2 separate regions of the Mus musculus genome follow, and region 1 is linked to region 2. Evidence: chromatin contacts called from public promoter capture Hi-C data. All regions are on one chromosome and are shown on one strand. The core of a region is the stretch at or near the end of the contact, and the rest is flanking DNA. Distances in the headings are between cores, read along the strand shown.

The links. Promoter capture Hi-C pulls out the DNA fragments that hold promoters and counts their contacts.
Region 1: a promoter capture Hi-C map of hippocampal neurons shows a contact between it and region 2, with 4 times the contacts expected there. The contact joins the promoter of Pvt1 here to the promoter of Trib1 in region 2. A contact is called at or near these places in 2 of 39 promoter capture datasets (hippocampal neurons and liver) and 3 of 115 datasets of contacts at active chromatin or transcription factors (embryonic forebrain, embryonic stem cells and stem cell-derived neural progenitor cells).

The regions. Positions count from the first base shown.
Region 1 is chr15:62,036,153-62,039,629 of GRCm38.p6, forward strand. Pvt1 (Pvt1 oncogene) reads left to right here and starts at 1,834. Exons shown (of 5, transcript NR_132747.1): 1 at 1,834-2,049.
Region 2 is chr15:59,646,100-59,650,048 of GRCm38.p6, forward strand. It overlaps Trib1 (tribbles pseudokinase 1), which reads left to right and starts at 2,555. Exons shown (of 3, transcript NM_144549.4): 1 at 2,555-3,423. The coding sequence starts at 3,064.

The DNA.
Region 1 (3,477 bases), core at 584-3,083, 2.4 Mb after region 2:
GTAACAACCTGGACAGAAAGCCTTCGAAGAGAATGCTTTAAAAAATGTGGTAAGAATGCTGAAGTGTAGCTCTCCACAACTTATGGCTTCTGGAGGGGGTCGGGTAGGTGGGGAAGGAATCAGTTTTCTTTAAGGAGCTGGCTGGTCCCTAGGAGTGTGGCCATACTCCAGTGGCTCTATGACTTTCCAGTGGTGGTGGTGGTGGTGGTGGTGGTAGGGATGTTCACAAAGGTGGGGAGGACTGACATGGGAGGATCGGGATAAGAGTGCTATTAGAGTGTATTATGTGAAATTCCCAAATGATATTTTTATATTATATCGGGGGAAAATATTAGCCTAAAATTAGCGCAGCAAAATTTAGTCCCAGGGAAGGGCAAACTGGGTCGAGACTAAAGCTGAATGAACCTGGGTGAAGGTCTTCAGCCGTTGGGAGGTCTAGTGTACAGGACTAACTGGAAGGAGCAGGTGGCATCTTCAGGGATTTGTTACTGAAGTTGTCTTTAAAACTGGGCCTCTGAGAGCCTGTGGTTGCTTCTCCCCAAGGTCGCAGCAGGTGGTTTGGGAAATGTCTGACACATCGAAAGCACATACAGACATAGAATTCAGAACCCTCTTCACTCTCTAGCACAAGAAGGAGATAATCTGAAGGAGATAATCGGAAGATCTGTTCGGTCACTCTCAGGGTGGAAACCAACCACACACAGCGCGATTATCCGTGCATATCGCACTGGCACACACGAGTATGGTAAATTTTCTCTTCAACAGAGACATCTTCATGTGGCTAAGAAGTAATGAAAGTGAAGACATTGAAGGGGGAACGTAGAGGGAGGGAGGAGATAAAGACTCTCTGAGAGATTGAAATAAAGTGAGGTATAGTGTGCTGAGAGAAGAGTGGACCCGCGTTACTTTCCGCGATCCTGGTATCACCTAGTTATGCAACCCGCTTTCCACAGGACTCCGGTTTCCCTCTAGGATCTGAGTCTACCTCATCTTTCATTCCCCTTTCTGGTTGTAGCACGTTGCCGCGCTTGACTAAATGGTACTAGAGACGTGCACCTGTTCGGTGCTGGATTGAATACAGCGAAAAGAATATCGTGGTATACGCGTGCCTTTCACACCAGCCTTCGTTCTTTGCAGAGGCTTTTGCACATTTGAGAGGTTAGTGTAATACCCTGTACGGACCAAGAATGGAGGATGCTGCAGACAGGTGGTCCTCTCTCAGCTAGAGTTTGCTTAGTACGTCCTTCTCTCCAGAACCACAGATGATGGATGGTACCCAGGACTGCTCTCAGATGAGAGTTCTGAAATAGAACAGATTCGGGGGGGTCTTCTGTAGGAACTACTGACCTATTTTCTGAGCAGTTTGGTCCTTTTAATTCACTGGAGTCTCCTTCCCTATCCGAAAAGTGGGAAGACTGCTAAGCTTCAAGGTGAAGGGGGATGGGATGTCTACCTTAAAAAGGAATAGTGTGGGGGAGGGGAGGGTGGGGAGGGGAGGTGGGAAAGCTAGTTGACCTCGCCTGGGCATAGCCCCAGGCTGTGTGGGACCTATGTAGGACCTAGGTTTGAGTGCAGCTAGAACCTCCCAGCCCAGGACTGACAGAGTGTGCTCTCTACTAGGGCCATCTGGGCATTAAGCAGCCTCAGTGGCACGCCACCTCCATGCGGTTCTCCTCTCAGGCTTGATGCCCCTTCATTGCCTAGGGCAGCAGGCAGAGGGGCGAGCTGGATCCCTCAGGTCAGAAACCTCCAGACACCAGGAGATCGGGGACACACGCGGCCTGCCCGGTGGCGCGCGCTTCTCCCCCTCCCCCGCGGCCGGGAGCGAGCCGCCGTGACGTCACGGGCCACCCGCCAGCCCCGCGCTCTACCAGGCAGAGCGCGTGTGGCCGCCGAGCACATGGACCCACTGGTCAAGCGGGCTCGGCAAGGCCAGGATGAAGAGAAGCTACGAACTTAGCATTCCCAGAGCCCCCCGAGTGGATATCCGCGTGGAAAGGATGTTGGCAGCCCCGGTGACCTCGGAGTCACGGCTGGATCCACCCTCTTGTAAGTTCCAAGTTTATCCCCTGGAAACTCTGGAGCCCAGGGATGCAGAGTCTGGATAGAGGAAAGTGGCTTTTGCATTCCCACGAGCGCGTGTTAACCTTGCACTTTTCCTCATCACTAGACTCGAGATTGCCAGAGAGTTTGGGTGTGGGTGAGAAGTGTGGGTGCGAGGGAGATTTCCCAGGATGGCCTCTACATAGAGGTAATTCTGGATTTATGCACTTGATCAAGAGCCCATTTCCTCAGGTCTAAAAGAGAGAGACGCCCCCTGCAATCAGCGCAGATTTGGGGCCGCTGATGTGGTTTGGAGGCCTCATTTACGAAACTGGAAGTCTGAGTCTAGTCTAGTGATGCTCCCTCCATCCTTGGCCAGCCCTCCTCCGAGACACCCCCTCGGGGCAGAAAGAAGGTGATCTCCTAAAACTCCCTGTGTCAGGAAACTTTCTGTGCTTTTGTATTGCGTTCCTGTGTTCGTGGAAGGCCCCCACGCCTTCATCCTTGCTAATTCTTTTTGGATAGCTTGTTGCTTTAACTAGATTGGCCCTTTCTTGGCTAGTATTTTCTGCTGTACCTATGAGTGGTGTGGGAGAACTGTGCAGACTTCCAGGAAGCGCAGCCATGAAGCTACATGTGCCTATGTGTAGACACATCATGGATTTTCTTACTAGTTTACTAGTGGGTGATAATCTGTCCTTTTGAGCTCTCCAGAACGTTCTAGAAGCTTAAGGAGAGAAATCACTTAAGAGAGTATAGGGAGAAGTGAGGTTTTTGTTTCCTTTCTGCTCTTGTGTTTTTAAGGGGTTGTTGTCATTTGACCTAGAGAAAGCCAAATGTGTGTGTGTGTGTGTGTGTGTGTGTGTGTGTGTGTGTGTGTGCCTGCCTGCTTGCCTGTCTGTCTGTCTGTTTGTCTGTCTGTGTGTCTGTGTGTTGGGGAGGGCTAAGGATGCAGGTCTCTGTTGAAGTGCATGTGGTAGGATGTTGCAGGCCTGTTTTGCATATGGGCAGTGACAAGTTTGGGCTTGTTCACTTGCACAGTCCTATGGTCATAGCTAGTCCTTCTTAAAGCTCTAGCCAGTGGGAAAGCGTTTGTGTTTCTATCCTTGGAGCTCCAAGTGGGACTTCTTAAAAGATTTAGAAGGAGCAAAGCTGTCAGGAAATCAGAAACGTCACATGGACTCCATGACTGGGAAAAACCTCGTGGTGGCCTGCTCTCAGTGCTTGGATGTGTGCTAGTTACATCTCGGAGGTGAGGATGTGCCTTACGGTTATTTGAACTCAACTAGGTTCATGATGGATCTGGTGAGACATTAAGGCTGGTTTAAGACATTGTGGGCTATTGTGCTGGGACCCCCACCCCACTCTGTTAGGGAGTGACTGTATGGGACTGCCTTGTTGTTTTGCCTGGTTAAGGGTGGCTGTTTCTTGCTG
Region 2 (3,949 bases), core at 1,305-3,804:
TACAGGTCCCTGCAAGAGGACAGGGCTTTATCTTTCCACCACCTCCTTGCTCTTTTCAGTCACAGCGGTGCTATTCCTTTGCAGCAATCAGGGAGAAAAATCTAGTCTCAAAGAGAAGCGTGGCTGTCCAGGAAATCATCACACAGAGAGGTTGCTATAGCTGAATGCCCAAGCAGGGAGAAAGATGTCTCCTGGTAACTCTCCTCTGCCTCCCACCTGCTCATGGTCTTCCAGAGCCTCCCACTGGTCATACTGGGCAAAAAAAAAAAAAAAAAAAAAAAAAAAAACCCAACTCAAACCAAACCAAAAACCCCAAAACTCAGTGAGTTTGTGAAGGCCATCCCAGGGAGCTGAGCAGAGGAGGACGGGGCACATGTTTAGCTGAGGTGTCATGGCAACGGTGGTTTGTGGTGATGTATCTCCCAGAAGAGGCTAACAAAGGGGGAGGAGGTACATACAGCATTCAGGTTAAGATAACTCATCACAGTATTGGTTGGGTTCATTGTCCAGTAACAGGCCCAGCGGGCAGCTCAGTACATCCTAAGATTCCTTCAGGAGAGAATCTTATCAGGTAGGACAAAAAACCTCAGGGTCTAGTGCAACTTCCTAAACATACTTAGTCCCGATAACCTGTCAAGATTCAGCTCCCTCTCCTAGCCAAGCTGCTGTTCCGTACACGGATTTCCTCTGGGCAGTTCGCATAACCCTATGGAGGCCTCCCTAACAGTTCCTTTCTTTGCAAGTTGTGGTCTCCTCTGAGTCTACAAGAGTGCCGGAGAAGCTTCCCCTACGGACTATGGACTGCTTCCCGTCGCCTTTGAATCACAGCAAGGAAGCTAAAGGTTTTAGGCTTCCGTTTTTTGTTTTTTTTTAATCAAATGGAGCAAAATGTAACCCTATGAAGTGAGTGTAAAACTAAAGTTCATAACGTATGCAAAATAATCAGAGTAAGGAGCCCGCACGCCCCTGGGCCACAACTGATGCCAATTATCATTACTGTCTCAATTTAAGTCTCCTAATCCCCAGCGCCTAACTAACCCTTGGAGATGCTTAATTAGCGTTTGTTGAATGACTGGAGAATTAATGATGAAAAGGATTTATTCTTGGGTTTGACCTGGTTTTAGAAAATTAATTATTCAGCATAATTGCAAGAAAGGATTTTGATAATAGGCATCTATGCTAAGTGAGGATCCAGAGACTCCAAACTGACCTGGTTTGCGAAAGAAGTGGGGGGGGGGGGGACCAAACAAAACCCAGCAACACAAAATGTGACTGCAAGCTGTTTCCAGGGAGCAAGGTCAGCCAGTTTCAAGAGCACACAACTCAAACTATATGAAAGTATACATGCGACCTTGTCCGCGTGCAGATGGTATCCCTGGCAGTGAATAGAATGACCCGTACCCCAGTATCCAATACTCCTGGCCGCACTGGCGCCCTAGACCCTCGGGCGCGCATTGCAGGCGGGAGGGGACAGGAATCTGGCGCCAGCCACGTGGGCCCCTTCCGCCAGTTCCCCACATCCTTTGTTTCCCACCGGCCGGAGCTCAGGAAGCTCTTTCGGCGAGTCACCGCGAAGGGGCGGCCCAGGAGCTTGGAGAGGCTATTTCCGTGCAATCCGGGCGGGCGGCAGGCGCGGGAGGGGCGTGGAGGTGGAGGCAGAGCAGAAGGCCCAGTGTTTGCTTTTATTTCATCCAACAGAAGGTTCTATTTGTGGAAGCGAACAGACGCTGGGGATTAGAGTTGGGAGGGGGCAGGAAAAGAGGGGAAGAAAAAAAAAGCCACATTCACTACCACGCACAGGTCTTCCCCGGAACTACCGCGTGGGGGTGAATGACTGATAATGGAATTCATCACCTTTCCTCTCGCCCCTTCCTCCGGCTGCAGCCGCGACTCGACGGCGCCCACAGCTCCACCGGGAGCTCCCCAAAGTGCAGAACGGCGGGGAGGGGGGGACCCACTAGGATAAAGGCGTGACCACTGGGTCTCAGCCAGCTGCCGGTGCGCAGCCAGGAGGTGCGCGCGCGGCCGCCGGGAGCTCGGTGCTCCATTGTGTTGTGTGAATGATGCGCGCGCACCAATCAGCGGTCGTTTCGCCCCTGCTGCCCCGCCCCTCCCGCCCACTTCCCCGGGAACCTGACGTCACGGGAGCTTTGCCTCCGCCCCCTCCCTGGGCTACGGGCCCGCGGGCCTGCGGTGGGGCGCGCGCAGCCTGCTGCCCAGCCCAACCCGGGGGGCGTGTGCGCGCGCCCAAGGCGTCCCAGGACGTTCCCACCTGCGCCTCGGCGCGCGCGGTCAGGAGCATCCCCAGGCCTCCAGCCACCCCTTACAGTTCCAGCCTCCAACTCCACCTCCCCTCCCCCCTAGTCTCCTCCCTCCGCTCCGGTGACTGCAAGCCGGGCGACGGGGCCGGAGTCGTCGCAGCCACCTCATTGCACAACCCGGCTTCCCAACTGTTTACACAGCCCGGGCTGTGAGTGTGTGTGTGTATACAGCGTGAGTCACCGGGAGGCGGAGGAGGTGGAGGAAAAGGAGAAGGAGTGCACTGGCCGGGATCAGTGCGGCACACACACTCATAGTCGGTCACTCTCTCTCTCTCTCCTGGAGCGCGTCTCGCTCGCTCACACGCCTGGAGCCCAGGAGCGCGCAGGATTCCGAGCGGCGCGGAAAAGTTGTACCGGCTTTTACGCCAGACTAATTGCTTTGGGAAGTGCGTTTGCTCGGAGAAGCCGAGGAGCCTGTGGAATCCTGTCCTCGAGGCTCAACACCCGGGAACTCGGGCCGTCTCCACGTCCCGGACTATCCACAGCCTCGGCAACAATAGCGGCGGCCACCGCCAACGAGGCGCCCAGACCTGGTGCCTGTGGGGGTCTGGAGACCTTAGCCGGCCTCCCACCCTTGGACGCGTGGCCAACGTGGTTCTGGTGGACAACGCCAGCGTCCTGGAACGGCTCCTCTTGGGGACCGATCCAAGCTCTATCTGCAAACTCCATCCCGCCGACTGGAAGAAGTCACAGCGCAGATCCAGGGATTTACAAAGCCGGGGCCGCTCCGGCCAGGGCCGCGATGCGGGTCGGTCCCGTGCGTTTTGCCCTGAGCGGCGCCTCGCAGCCCCGCGGTCCGGGTCTACTGTTTCCGGCTGCCCGGGGAACCCCGGCCAAACGCCTGCTGGACACGGACGACGCGGGGGCAGTGGCGGCCAAGTGTCCGCGCCTCTCTGAGTGCTCGAGTCCCCCCGACTACCTCAGTCCCCCTGGCTCGCCCTGCAGCCCTCAGCCTCCGCCCTCCACGCAGGGGACCGGCGGCAGCTGTGTGAGCTCACCCGGGCCCAGCCGAATCGCCGACTACCTGCTGCTACCCCTAGCTGAGCGCGAGCATGTGTCCCGGGCACTGTGCATCCACACCGGCCGCGAGCTGCGCTGCAAGGTAAGCATCCTGGGGCGGAGGTTGCGGGTCTGGATCGTCCACAGAAGTGCCTAGGTTCCGGCCCACCGGGATCACAGTCCCGCCAGCGCTTGGGTTTGGCAGAGCAGATAAGGGCGTTTAGTTGGATAAGGAGGGTATTTTGGTCAGCTTCGTGTTTTTGGAGGTTGAGTGCTTTCCTGTGGAGTGTTTTTTGGTGAGGGTTAGGCGGTCTAGAGGAAGTGCAGGGTTCAGTTCTTTTATCTCTGTTCTTTTCTTTGGCGCTCTGTATTGCTAGCGCGTGGCGTTCCATTTAAGTTTGGAATTGCAATGGGTTCCAGGGCCATGCCATTGCCCTGCTCTCATCCCCCTCCTCCCCCTGTCCTGGAAGGACGCCCTGCAGTGTGTGCCTCCTCGGGACTTGGAGCAACTGGCAAGCTCTTTGCGCGAGGCTCGCGGCATGGGTTCTGTATAGACCAAGTCGGGCTTCTTTTTACCTAGGGGTTTCTGGGCTTGAACTCCTGTTGGGACCAGCATACAGCCCACCCCA